Regions from separate parts of the Sus scrofa genome. Here region 1 is linked to region 2. A link is a contact called in public promoter capture Hi-C data. All regions are on one chromosome and are shown on one strand. Each heading gives the region's core, a stretch centred on a gene start, on an enhancer-like site or on the middle of the called end of the contact. The rest is flanking DNA. Distances are from core to core; before and after follow the strand shown. Region 1 holds the start of APBB2 (amyloid beta A4 precursor protein-binding family B member 2). Region 2 overlaps APBB2 (amyloid beta A4 precursor protein-binding family B member 2).

Region 1 (6,603 bases), core at 3,076-5,575, 270 kb after region 2:
GCACTAGTAACATAAAATTAAAATGGGTAAGCTGGGCTTATCTTTACATTTAAATTAAATTTACATTTAAACTAATTTGTTGGTAGTACAACATTGTTGAAAATAAATGAACATAAAAAACATAAAATAGTTTTTAAATCTGGATGGAAGCATCTTAAAAACATTCAAATCAGTTAAGACATGCTGTTCCAATCAAATCTTATTCTAAATAACAAGTTAAATATGTTTTACAAGAGAATTCTTATTGAATAATAATGAAACCAGTTGAAGACAGTCTCATAAAAGAGAAAACTTAAAAGTTCTATGGCTGGAGTTCCCATTGTGGCACAGTGGAAATAATCCAACTAGGAACCATGAGGTTGAGGGTTCGATCCCTGGCAGTGGGTTGAGGATCTGGTGTTGCCGTGAGCTGTGGTGTAGGTTGCAGATGTGGCTCAGATCCGGTGTTGCTGTGGCCAGCAGCTGTGGCTCTGATTAGACCCCTCGCCTGGGACCTTCCATGTGCTGCAGGTACTGCCCTAAAAAATAAATAAATAAATAAATAAAAAGTTCTACTGCTGTGCCAGCAAAGGACTATCCACCTCCTCAGAGGGATTTTCTTGGGAAGCTGACATTTATGTCAAAGATACCAACACATAAGATAGTATATGTAAGAAGCTAAATATCAGGCTTGACGCATAGTAAGTACTGAACAAATGCTAGCTGCCTTAACTTGGGATAGGAAAATAAGTACCACCCGCATAACCAGTAATACCTTCCTATAACACCTTCCTAGTGCTCACTCTGGCAGCACATTTAAAATACTTTCCTAAAAGTCTTGTCTTTGTGCACCTGGAAAAATTTATGGTGCATAGGACAAAGCTTGCATTTTTTTTTTCTTTTTACGACTGCTCCTGTGGCACATGGAAATTCCCAGGCTAGGGGTCTAATCAGAGCTGCAGCTGCTGGCCAATGCCACAGCCCCAGCAACACCAGATCTGAGCCGCATCCGTGACCTACGCCACAGCTTGAGGCAACAGTGGATCCATAACCCACTGAGCAAGGCAGGGATGAATCCACATCCTCACGGACACTATGCTGGGTTCATGACACGCTGAGCCACAAGGGGAACCCCAGGTACTGAATATTTTAAAGGTATAACTGTAGGCGGTGTAGAGAGACAACATTCCATTTCTCTTAAAAGACACTTAGACATCCCGAAACCAGGGTAATCAACATAACACTGTTCTAGGACAATGGTGAGTCTTTCAGTATTAATTCCAGCTGTTATTGAAAAGAAAAAAAAAAATGGATGCTTTTCGTTGCTTCTCTGGCAGCAAGAAAAGAAAATAGTCATCAGAAAGTTGAAACATGACATAAAAAGAGTAATAACTATTTGGAGTTTCTGTCATGGCACAGTGGGTTAAGAATCTGTGGTGGCTCAGGTCTCTTTGGAGGCAGACGTTCAATCCCCAGCCTGGCGGTGTGTTAAAGGATCCATAGCTGCAGCATGGGTCAGGATTGGCCCAGAAACTTCCATATGCCATGAGTACAGGCCACTATTAAAAGAAGAAAACAAAACAAAGGAGTTCCCACTGCAGCCCAGCAGGTTAAGGACCTGACATTGTCTCTGCAAGGATTTGGGTCCATTCCCTGGCCTTGCTCAGTGGGTTAAGGATCTGCTGTTGCCACAAGCTATGGCATAATTCCCAGATATGGCTCGGAGCCGGTGTTGCCATGGCTGTGGTATAGGCCAGCAACTGCAGCTCCCATTCAACCCCAAGTCTAGGACCTTCCATATGCCACAGGTGTGGCTGTAAAAAGAAAAAAAAAAAAAAGAGTAACTGTTTCACAGTATTTGTACACATGGATTCTTGCACAATTTAGCAGTCTTCTCCTAAATGATTTTGCAGTCAGTATTCTTATTACTAACCTGGTAGCATGGCAGAAGAGTCTAAGGTGCTGGATTAAGCATTCTTATTACTCCAGTTAAAAAAGCCAGCCTTTTACACTTTAGCTCATGGAGTTTTTCCTCTACCACTTTATAAAAGTTTCATTGAATGGAATTGCGCTGGCTCCTTACAGGTGAATTATTTACTTAAAAGTATCCTTTTCAAGAGAGAATAAAAGTAGAAGTAAACACCTTCCCTGAGAAAGATCTCAACTTTAGAGTCCTTTCTCAAAAGCTCTGAGCAAATATCCAGACCAACCCCAGCCTGTGAAGACCCTGAGTGATTTTTCGAGGTCATACAGTAATCCCATGACCAAAGCACAGCTACAGAAATCGTGCATCTGCTTCCCCAGGTGTTCTGACTCCCAGCCCATTGTACTCTACCGCCACCTGTGTTCTCCCAGCATTTCCCCCGTGTGGCGGTTCCTCATCCTTTCAACAAATGTCATCCTTTCAAAACAGAGCCATTTCGAGGACTCTGTGAGTTCCGATAAACAACTGCTGAACAAATCCTGCTTTCAAGCTACAAGCTGAAAACATAACAAAGCAGCTACCTAAATTCACAAAGAAATCCCCCTTCCTGAAAGCCCAGCTACAGGAATTCAGAGATTCTTAATTATCATGGCCATTTGAGGACAAGATTTGAAATCTAAATCCACGACAAGGAAAAAAAAAAAAAAAGAAAAGACTTAAGAGACCCAAATTCAGAACAATGGATCAGGATGCCACTGTTTGCTTTTTTTAAATCAGTGAAATATTAAAACACATGACAAACCAACGCCAACCTCACAAAGTTTCCTCATTTCCTGGGATTCAACCACCACTGCTGGCATCATGTTATGGTAACCCCTTAAGTAGTTTACCTATCAGGTGCAAGGTAAAGGCAGTGACTGAGGAACTTCTTAAACAACACTGTGCCCAGTCTTGTCTGAGCTTCCAACACTGACCTTATTCTCCTCTTAACGTTGGCCCTCCCCGGCCACTCAATCCATCACAAACCCTCTGTAACAGTTGTGGCTCTAAACTGCGCAGAACTTGACTACAAATCGGCCACAACTCTAGATCTGATTTCTCCAATTTACTATTTGTTTAAATTCAAGTCCCAAGCCCCCTTGGCTCTTCGTCCCCGACCTCTCGGTTCTAGATCTCTCAGCCGACGTCAAGATCACCTTTCATTGTTTCTGTGGGACTCCGCATCCCTCCCTCCGCCCAGCAATGTTTTCATCGCACAAATGTCATTTCTAGCGTTCAACCCTCCATTCCGCCCGGCGGGCAGCAGAGGGGATTCCTGATTCGGTCCCCTTCGCACAGCCATTTTCTAGTTAAAACGCTCCCTGCCTCTGAAGGGGAAATGAACTTTTCCCCCTTGATCTTGCAGCGGCTAAGCTCTGAACCCCTAGAAAAGCCAGCCGGGTCTTCAACTCCCCCGCAGGAGCGCACTGCCGCCCGGGGAGGAAGAGCCCAGCCGCACAGCGGAGGCCAGTGCCAGGGCAAGGGGGTGTGCGCTCTTCCCCGCCGGCGCCCACCCTCACTTTTCCCTTCCGCAGCCCCCACCCCGGCGCAGCCCCTCCAATCCTGTCTCCCCGCCCAGGCCCTGCCAAGCCCCCGGCTGCGGAGGGAAAGGGGGCGCCGAGAAGCGGGAGTGATGGAGTCAAGGAGTGAGCCCGCAGTCACCGTGCCACCCGGCCCTGCGGCGCGGGCGCAGGGCGCACGGGACTCCGCAGCGGACGCCCGCTGCAGATGCGTGGCAGCTGCTGCAGCTGTGGCTGCGGCTGAGCGGGCAGACGGCAGCAGCCGCGCAGACCTCGGGGGCCGGGAGGAGAGGAGCAGCCGCCCGGGCTACTTGCCGCACGCCGCTGCCGCTGCCCAGGTCTCCCGCCAGCACTCCCGGGCCGCCCAGGAGTCCAGAGCAAAAGCAAGGAAGAAAGCGGGGCTCACCGGTGGTGCGCGCGGCGCTCTCCTCGGCTCCGGCACCCGGCAGCTCTGCTCCAGTCTCGCCCTGCCCGGAGCGCCACGATCAGCTGCGGGTGCAGCGCACGAGCTTCCTACTTGAGACCAAGACGGGCTCCGGCAACTGAGCATGCCCAGTGCCGCTCCGCGAGTCCCGCTCAGGGAGCTGCGCCGGCGAGATTCCACTTCTCCAGGCTTTGGCGGCGGCTGCGCGGAGAGGCTGGAGGGGCCGGACCCGCCGGGGGCCGATCCCGAGAAAGGCGGGGCCGGGGGCGGGGGCCGGGAAGGAGGGGGCGGGCCGCGCGCCTAGTGCGACCCCTGCAGGCAGAAGCTTCCGGGCATCGCGAACGCCTGGTCCCCTGACCATCTGAGAAGATGGCAGAGAAGCAGTGCAGGCCAGAGACCCAATGCGACGCAGCCTGGTATCCCCTCCATATGGCTCGGCGTCTGTCTGCAGCAAAAGGAAGTTGGGTAACATTATCCCTGTCTAGTCTTTTCTCCCACATGCCTGCATTCCCTTATCTGAGGAAAATGTCCTCAGATGAGAGCTGCCCACGCCCATCCAGCTGCAACATGTAGGCGAGACCTTCCTTCTGCCTCCTTATCTAGAACCCCAGGCATATGCCCCCCACACACACACACCATTCCTTGATGTGAAAATCACAGCAGCATCACCTCAAGGAAGAAACATACCTGCAGGAGGGGAAAGCATAATTTCTTCTTCACTTCCAGGAATATTAAATATAGTTCGAATTTAGAGAAGCAAGGTTCTAATAATGGATACTCAGTAAATAGTCATCAGTGCCTGCCCCAGGCACTGTGAATAGCATCCCCAAAGCATCATTAGGGTTGCTCTTCATCAATGCAGTGGATATCAAACTTGACCCTGCATCCCAATCGCCTGGAGGATTTATGGAATCACAGACTGCTGGACAGTCTCTGAATGGGTAGGTCTGTGGTACTGCCGAAGCATCTGTACATCTAACAACTTCCCAGATGATGCTGGTGCTGCTGGTCTGAGGGCCATACTTTGAGACCTCTTGCTCTACTACACAAACACACAGCCTCACCTACTATCTTTTTCAGATGGATTTTGCTAAAAGTAATTTAATAGTAGCTATTAAATAATGGCTCCTCCTAACTCACCCTCTTCCCCAAACCTCCGGAGTGCAGTCCTTCTGCAAACAGCAAACTCACACCCGGAAAGTCCCTATTCTTCGCAAGAGGACTCTATGCGGTTGGGGATGGCATTATTTTCTCCTTTGGCATCATGAATCTATTGAGTACCCACAAGATCTTATAGTTAGCCTGGGGACGGCAGTGAATAAAAAAGCCCAGACCCCAGCTTTCATAGAGCTTAGTGCACAGCGAGGTGGACAGGCACCCATTAAAGAATCCCCCCGAAATGTCCCTTCAAACATGAGGAGCGCCAGGGGGGAAATCTACCAGGTGTGTGCAGAAGGGTGTATAATGGGACCCTGAGCGCAGACTAGAGTGGGGTCGGAAGGAATGAGTGGTGGGAGAAAGATGCCTTGTGGAGGAGGGGTTTCTGACGTTTGCACCAAACTTCTCCCATGAACAGTTTCTCTGAGACCAACCTAGAGGCCAACAATAACGTCACTCCTTTCCAACAGAAAAACAATACTGCCACTGAGGAATCCCTACAAATCCATGAAAGTGCTCAGCCTTGGTGCTGTATCGCTGCACTCCAAGATCTATCTATGCAGCCCGTGGACGGGACATTCGGGGGCCGCAGTTTAACCCACTTTGGGAAAACTCAGGCTCTGAACTGGAAAGCCTTCAAGTTCAAGCCTATGCCCTTCAGGCCTAGAGAGGAAAGGAAATTAGCCCAAGTCCGCCCCCGCCCCTCAGCAGCAGAGACCGGCCCTGGTACCAGCCTTGAAGGCAGGTCCCCTTTTCGCAGGTACTCTATTCTCTCGGACCCCACAGCTTCCCATGGTTCCCCAGGAGTCTGGCCCTGCCACCCGTTCAGTCCGGGGTCCCGGGGCTGTACACCGCGCCCGCCCTACGGGATCCATCTCTTCCCGACCCGGAGGAAAACCCGCGGTGGAGTCCTTGGCGGCGGGGCGGGGCGGGGCGGGGCGCGCAGGCGCAGTGGCCGCCAGGTTGGGCCAAGGAGGCGCCCCGCTCCACACCTGATGCAATCAGCCTTCCGGAACCGGGTCCGGCGGCCGCGCTCACGCAGGAAACGCTCCTGCGCCCTCCCCTCGGCCGCGGCCCCCCCGCCCGCGCCCGGCTTCCGAGCCTCCTCGCCGTCCAACTTCGCCTGGGGCGGAGGGCGGCATTCGGCGTCCCGCAGGGGACGCGCGGAAAGAGTAGGGAATTCATCGCCAGGAAAAGCAAAATTCCCGGCTGCCCTAATAGTGACGTGGAAACGGCCACCGAACGTGTCGTGGCTGCAGCAGGAAATTCCCTTAATTATGTATTTCCAGAAGGTGGGCGGGGGTCGGGAGTGGGGAAGCTTGTAACCTTCCTCTGCCTGCTTCCTTCGACCCCCTCCAACACACATTTTCTCGCTCCCAGGAAGGAACGTTTAGAGTAATAGCGGTTTCCAGGCCGTATGGAGAGGACTCCTTGACACCCCGACACACACCCACATCCCGGACGTGCTCCGTGTGTACAGCACGCTCGCTCTGCTGCATAGAGCCTTACACTGCTAACTCATTTTATACATCATTGGTTTCTCTATACCTCAGCATTTC
Region 2 (7,108 bases), core at 1,189-3,688:
ATTTGAGGCTGTGGCCCCTCAGTGCACCCTTCCTCTGGAGGGTGCGGCGGAAGTGCGCTCTGCCGCCAAACGGCCTGGATTCAGATCCTGACCTACTACTTAACTAGCTGTTAAGCTTTCTGTGCCTCAGTTTCCTCATCTGCAAAATGGAGATAATGATACTCAGCCTTCTGAATTGTGGGGAGGACAGCAATGGAGTCTTTAGGACCGTGCCTAAGTTAGCACTCAATATTCAATCTTACAATTAATTACTTTTACACTAGAGCCCTATGAAAACAATTATATTCCACAATATAATTCACTTTGTCCTTAAGCACAGAGTGAAACCCTTTTCCCCTCCCGACAGGTTTGGAGTCCTCCAGAGTGACAGTGACGTTCAGAATTCAAGGCGGGGCAGGGGGAGTTAGAAGCAGGTAGAGTTCGGAGAAGTCCTTTCAAGATTCTGAGATGCCCTCACAGGAATTCATGCCATTCATGGTAAAAATCCTCAACATAAATAATCACTAGAGGAGCTTCCGCTACGGCGCAACGGGATTGGTGACGTCTTGGGAGTGCTGGGATGCAGGTTTGATCCCCGGCCGGCTCAGTGGGTTAAGGATCCAGCATTGCCACCACTGCAGCTTAAGTCCCCTAGCCTGGAAACTCCATATGCCTCAGGGTGGCCAAAGAGTAATAATAATAATTACTAGGAGCCACAAAAATGAACCCAAAAGTCAATTTTTGTAACTGTGCCAAGAGTCCTATGTTCTGAAGGGCCATGTTTATTCCTGCTCCCGAGTCTAATCTATACTACCTCCGTCTCCTGCCTCAGCACAGATGCGCTGATTATTCCCTTACATTTTCTGTGCTTTTAAGGAAAGCGTTTGTTCTTATAAGTCTCCTCAGATCTTTTATGGAACAAAGTAGGATATAGAATAAATAATACAAGACACATACTTTTTTGTTTGGAACTAAGTACAACTTCAGTAACTATGAGAAAGCTGAACCTCCTTATTAACACGAACAAATTCCTAAGAGGGGCTGGAATAGACAGGCAGGCAACAGAAGGGTGGCAGATCAAGAATTCAGTGAGCATGGGAGTTCCCATTGTGGCTCAGTGGTTAACGAATCCGACGAGGAACCATGAAGTTTTGGGTTCGATTCCTGGCCTCGATCATTGGGTTAAGGATCTGGCATTGCCACGAGCTGTGGTGTAGGTCGCAGACGCAGCTCAGATCCTGCGTTGCTGTGGCTGTGGCGTAGACCTGCGGCTACAACTGTGATCAGACCCCTTGCCCGGGAACCTCCATATGCCACAGAAGCGGCCCTAGAAAAGGCGAAAAGGCAAAAAGACAAAAAAAAAAAAAAAAAAAAAAAAAAAAAAAAAAAGAATTCAGTGAGCAATACGAGTGAGAGGAAAAAAAAAAGAGACAGCGCTGTCTTAGGTGAGGGGCCTCCCATTCCCGTTACCAATTCCTTCTCAGATCCAGGCATCACCCTCCAGCCCTCTCTGGTCAATTTCACACTTGGTGTAATTTACAGACATCAATGGCCCAGCCCTTACTGGTGGAGAGACAGTGCTGCCTCTCGCTCCTCCTCCTCCAGGCTTTGCCGATAGCCCTTGTAAAACACCTGGTAGCAAGGCAAATTATTCAGAGCCCGCCTCCCTGTTTTACTGCATCCCTTCCCCTCCTTGCCATCCAATTTATCTTTAAAGGCCAGCGTGTCAGCCCAAGAACTCGTTCAGAACACGGCTGGCTCCGAAGCAGCCTTCACCCGATCACCTGTGCTTACTAGAATGAAGCTGAGAAATGTGGTCCACACTGTCGTCATCCTTCTCCAATTTGCAACTGGGGAAGGGGCAATGGTGATTTCATCAGCGAGCCTGGCGATTCTTACAGAACCAGTGGCCATAAGGCAGCATCCAGACCGGGAGCCAAGGTTTTGAACCTGCACAGTGTTCCAGACCTATCAACTGGTGCAGCAACCTCTATGCTGTTTCATTCACAAAGACCTGCTCTGGGAGGCTGAAAAAATCTAGGTCCAGCAACATCATTTGTAAATGAAAATGAAATATGCAAAATGAAAATGCAGGGCCCCCTCCTGTTCAAAATGTAGGGGGGGGAACGCTGTAAAAAGTATTCAGACAGGAAGCTTTTTCCCCTCTGTGTTTCTCTCTCTCCACTCCTTTTTTTTTTTTTTTTTTTTTTTTTTTGGTATTTAAAGTCATGTTCCCTTGGGATTGAGGATGTCTCGTGGGAGAATACACACCTTCCCAGGCTGCCCACCCCCACAGACCACCAGCAGCTGGACCGAGGCACCATGGCCCGGCCAGAGGTGGAGAAACAGCCAGGAATCCCCCTTTCCCATGGACCCGCCACCGCAGCCCGCAGCAATCGGGTGACTGCCCAGTGTATTGCAACACCTGTCCCAGGACGTGTTAGCTACCTGGACTGGGAGTGGCTGGGCCCCCGAGTCACCCACTGACCCACGGTTGTGCTGTTCACCCCAAGCCAGGCAGGCCACTGCTTTGCCCCTTCCTGAGACAGCATGGAGTCTGGGTGCCTGGCACCCTCTCTTCTTAGGCTCACACCTAGGCCCCTACAGGGGTGGAGGCAGGGATGGGAAGACTGGCAGGGCTTGAGGTGCCAGCGAGCAGGGGAATGGGCAGCTGAGAAACACGTGGGAGGGAAGGTGGCAGGACTGGGCACGAGCCAAGGCTCCAACTGCCGGGGGCACGCCATCGCCCCACAGGACCTCGCTTCCAGAACACAAAGATCAACGCATTAAGAACGTCAAGAGAGCAACTGCACAGCAAAACACGGGGCCCCGAGTCTCAGCACAGGGCCCTGGCCAACTGTTCTGGCTGCATACCCGTCATGCTGGTCCTGCGGGACCCCCACCAGAAGTCCAGAGCAAAAGTTCACCCTCACTTTCCACCATAAAACAGGCCCGTGTTTATGACGGGGACAGCGAGGAGCTGTCACTGCACAGGTGTGAGGCTGCCCTGGAGGAGGTGGCTGTGAGGGGTCTGTGGCACCTGTTCAACCCCTGCCCCTCCCGGCACTGCAAGGCAGAGCCCGGCTTATCTTCAAAGGCTTCCGAAGCCCACCTGTTTGAACCATAATTTTAACGTAGCACATTGTACAAAGAGCTGATGTGAGATACAGGCAGAGCCGGTACGATCACAGAAAACCCCTCAAACCTGACCTGGTGGAGGGATTTACGTCAAGTGTTGGGGAGATTAGGAAAGAGATAGGACTGGGAGATAATTCCTTATTAAGTGGCTTGGAGTTGACAGTTTGTAAAAACTGGGCCATTATCCAAAGTCAACACTTTGGTGCACAAACAAAACCGGGTCGCTGAAAGCACATTTCGTACAAACCTTGGCTTCTGGGTCACTGTTGATGCTACAAGAATCATCATCATCAGCATGTGGGGCATTTCTAGAAAGAAAAACAGAAAACTGCATTTAGAATCCGACTGCACACTCTAGCTGCACAAAGCCCTATGTTAGGGCGGCACAAGCTCTACCTGAGTTTCAAGGATGCGTAGCGCAGTGTGGCTCCTTCAAATTCCTTTAAACTGGGGTCCGGGTTGACTGTGGCTGCATGCAAATCCTAGAGGAAAAGAGATCGATCGCTGTTAATGCAGAAAGGGGGAGGGACCATTACATGGCCTCAAACAGCAAAGGGAGCAAAGTCCTCCCCGCTCAAGGCAGAGTGTGTGTGTGAGCTTAGGCAGAAAAAGGCATGCATGCGCTGCTGATGCTGGCTGGGGCAAGTGCCGGTTCTTACAAGACAGCGGTACCTGGGGCCATCAGCCTGAAGTCATTCACAATGAGAGACATCAAAAAAGACGACATGTGTGAGCCCCACAGCCCTGGCCAGAAGCCCCATGGCTCGGTCCCTGCAGAATGCATGATATTCACAAGGAAGATGCAGCCACAGCCATGCAAAGAGGACAAATGAGCTCAAATCTGACAATATACTTGCCTTCCAAATGTCACTATTAATCTTTCCCCCATTCAGAACAGCAAAATCACTCCATGGCTGTTTCTAGACATGTAATTATTCACATAGGAAAAAGCACATTGATTTAAAAAAAAAAAAAAAAAAGAAAGAAAAGGAAAAGGAAAAAAAAAAAAGAAAGAAACACACACACACAAGACACTGTTGTTAGCATTGATATTCACAGGATGGGTTAGGGAACAAATTCACTCTCAGAGCAACATGTGAGCTCACGCTCCTAGAGCTAGACTGTCACCTGAGGACTAGGCCAGGAGAAAAGAGAGGGGCTTTTATTACTTACCCAAACAAGGGACAAGGGGCTGAATGTTACTACCAGACAGTGAGGTTACTTTCTCAGTGTGCTCTTAAAAGCACACGATATGCGACAAAAGTATTAAATGCCCAGTGCACCTAATTCCAAAGGAACCCTTCTTCCCATTAACCAAACAACTGTTTTTTGGAGGTGGAGGTGGAATTAGGAAGGATGCTTGTCAATGCACTGGTTGGAAACGGGGGCATGTCCACAGCTAAGGGTATAAAAGCTGGGGGCCAAATTATTTTCACTTTTCACTTGAAAGAAAAAAGGACAATGAAGGAGAAAGAGGGTAAGGAATCCAGCCTGACCGCATCATCTTGGTGAGATTTCACCCAGACAATCGAATGTAAATTCCTCTTATTCATAAAAAGCTTGGCTCTCTTCCAACCAAGTCTCTTCACAAATTAATATTCAATCACGAAATGCTTTTCTAAACATAGTTTTAGAGCAAAGTGCAAAGCCTTGCCTTGTTGGGAAACCTCTTACAACAGATTTTTTTTTTTTTTTTGGCTGCACCCATGGCATGTAGAAGTTCCCAGGCCTGGGATGGAACCCACAAAACAGCAGCGACCCAAGCTGCTGCAGTGACAACATGGGATCTTTAACCTGCTGTGCCACAAAGGAACTCCTTAGACTGTTGAATCGAAACAACTCTTTCCTTCTGTTCACCTCGGACAAGATGGAAATGCTTTTTTTTTTCCTTTCTACTATACTGATGGAACATTCAAATCTTTTTCATGTGACATTTCAAAAAATAAATGATACTAATAAAACACCTGAGCACATCCTTATGAATTTGTTCCACCGTTCTGTCAGACAAATATCTTCTCCTGGATAATAAATCAACAAGGGACACTTTTCCATGAAGAAAGTTTTTCAACTAAAATTCTTTCTTTGGAAATGAGACAGTAGTACCGATCTATTATGCTGCGCACAACTAATACAGTTGTTAAAGCCACTCAAAACAGAAGAAGCTAAGTTCAAATGTCCCAGGTGTTGAAAATGCATTTGTTTGGCCCTGTGGGACTCTCTGAGGGCAGTCATTGCAAATTTGGATTCATTATCATGACTGCACAGTGGGTGTCATTGCTGTTTTGCTTTTGGAAGTAAGCATCCAAGCTGCAGTTTTGCAAAATAAAACAGAACCTAGACCACTTAGACTACACACAGTATTGTTTTTTTTTTAATCTCTTTCATTGAGCACAAGAGCCGGAATGCTGTCGTCCTTCACCCGTTTCCTCACTCCATCTCCAAAAGAAGTGTACACTTTTCACTAAGGAGAAAATTAACATTGCAGGAGAATCTTAATCTGTTAATTGAGGGGACCTGTGAATCACCTGGAATGGGGGGCGGGGTTTTGGGCAGGTGTGTCTTTCTGGGGAGATGGATCCCTAACTTTTCTCCTATTTTCAGAAGGACCAGTGAGCAAAAAAGTTTCAAGAGTCAGCATTGTAGGAAGATTAATAAGCACTCCTGATAAGGTCCTGAAACATTAAGTACAAAATAAAATTTTAAGCTAAAATTTCTTTTTTAAAAAAGAAAACAAGACTACTTGGCCCCAAATTGTTATCACCATTTACGTGTGAGCAATATTTGGTTCTCACTTAGGTTGAACCTTGAAAATGTAATCAGATAATGAATTAGAAAGACTCAAGATGATGGTGTTCTTATGAAGAAATACTTAAAAAGTGTATGTGTTTGATAAAAGGAATCTGAGATCAGGAATTATACTCAAAAGACACTGGGTTTAGGATTATAGAGAGTGGACGAAAAAAGCCTTTTTAAAGGCCTTTGGCATTTAATTCAACACTTCTCTGGACACGTGTGTTTAAATTTTTCTAAGCATTTACTCTTTGAACATAGGGATCCCTGTGAAGTACAGGGATTATAGCTCTGAGATCGTATGAATGGCGCTCTCAGGCCACACAGACATGAGGCAGCTTGCAAACTTCCAACAACCACCTTTTACAGATTGAAGTAGACAAGGGTCCTATACAGCGATTCTGCCAAACCTTAAAATAACATGAATATTCCTAAAGAAACTCTTCAGCCTCAAACTTGAACAATGGAAACTAACATTATATGCCACAACCAGGCCAAAGACCTTTTTTTTAAACCTCTTATTTTTAAAATTTTCATTTACATCAAAGATGAGAAATTTGCTCCTCCACATAAGTGACTATAATTTTTCATTTTTAAAATCAAGGCCAATGAGGACAAAAACAATTTGTTTCACATTAGACGAACAATATATTATATACATCTTTTTTTTTTTTTTTTTTTTTTTTGCTTTTTAGGGCTGCACCCATGGCACATGGAGGTTCCCAGGGCAGGGGTCAAATGCAACGGCTGGATCTAAGCTTCATCTGCGACCTACACCACAGCTCACAGCAACACCAGATCCTTAACCCACTGAGCAAGGCCAGGGATCGAACCCACAGCCTTGTGGTTCCTAGTCGAGTTCGTTTCCCCTGTGCCATAATGGGAACTCCTATTTTTTTTAATTAAGAGGAAAGAATATGACACTTTAACTAGTAACAAAAAAAAGAAAGAAAAGAAATTAACAGAGATACTTTGGTTCTACGGAAAATCTGGGAGTGAGTGATGAAAGAAGAGAAGAGACAAAGAGGAAGACAATGAAAGAGGAGAGTCAGGCGGAGCAACAGGCCCCGGGAAAGACAGACACGAAGACAGAGATAAAGGGCAGTAAAGAAAGGACAGAGACCATCCTCCGGGACCAACAATCTCCCAAGTGATCAACTTGCAGGCAATGCAGCTAAAGCCTTGCACAGCTGAGGGAGGC

The links. Promoter capture Hi-C pulls out the DNA fragments that hold promoters and counts their contacts.
Region 1: a contact with region 2 is called in a promoter capture Hi-C map of liver, with 18 times the contacts expected there. The contact joins the promoter of APBB2 here to the enhancer-like site in region 2. A contact is called at or near these places in 3 of 5 promoter capture datasets (fetal liver, fetal skeletal muscle and liver), 26 of 47 Hi-C or Micro-C datasets (adipose tissue, alveolar macrophages, brain and 15 more) and 1 of 2 datasets of contacts at active chromatin or transcription factors (skeletal muscle).

The regions. Positions count from the first base shown.
Region 1 is chr8:32,297,912-32,304,514 of Sscrofa11.1, forward strand. APBB2 (amyloid beta A4 precursor protein-binding family B member 2) reads right to left here and starts at 4,326. Exons shown (of 18, transcript XM_021101154.1): 1 at 3,869-4,326.
Region 2 is chr8:32,027,018-32,034,125 of Sscrofa11.1, forward strand. It overlaps APBB2 (amyloid beta A4 precursor protein-binding family B member 2), which reads right to left. Exons shown (of 18, transcript XM_021101154.1): 9 at 3,514-3,599; 10 at 3,365-3,425. Among named protein-coding and RNA genes, the nearest start is that of NSUN7, 220 kb to the left of the region's middle. Within about 2 kb of position 2,439, at least 6 of the 83 cell types and tissues checked have an H3K27ac peak or open chromatin away from gene starts, as enhancers often do. A contact at or near this core is called in fetal liver and liver, where this site is marked.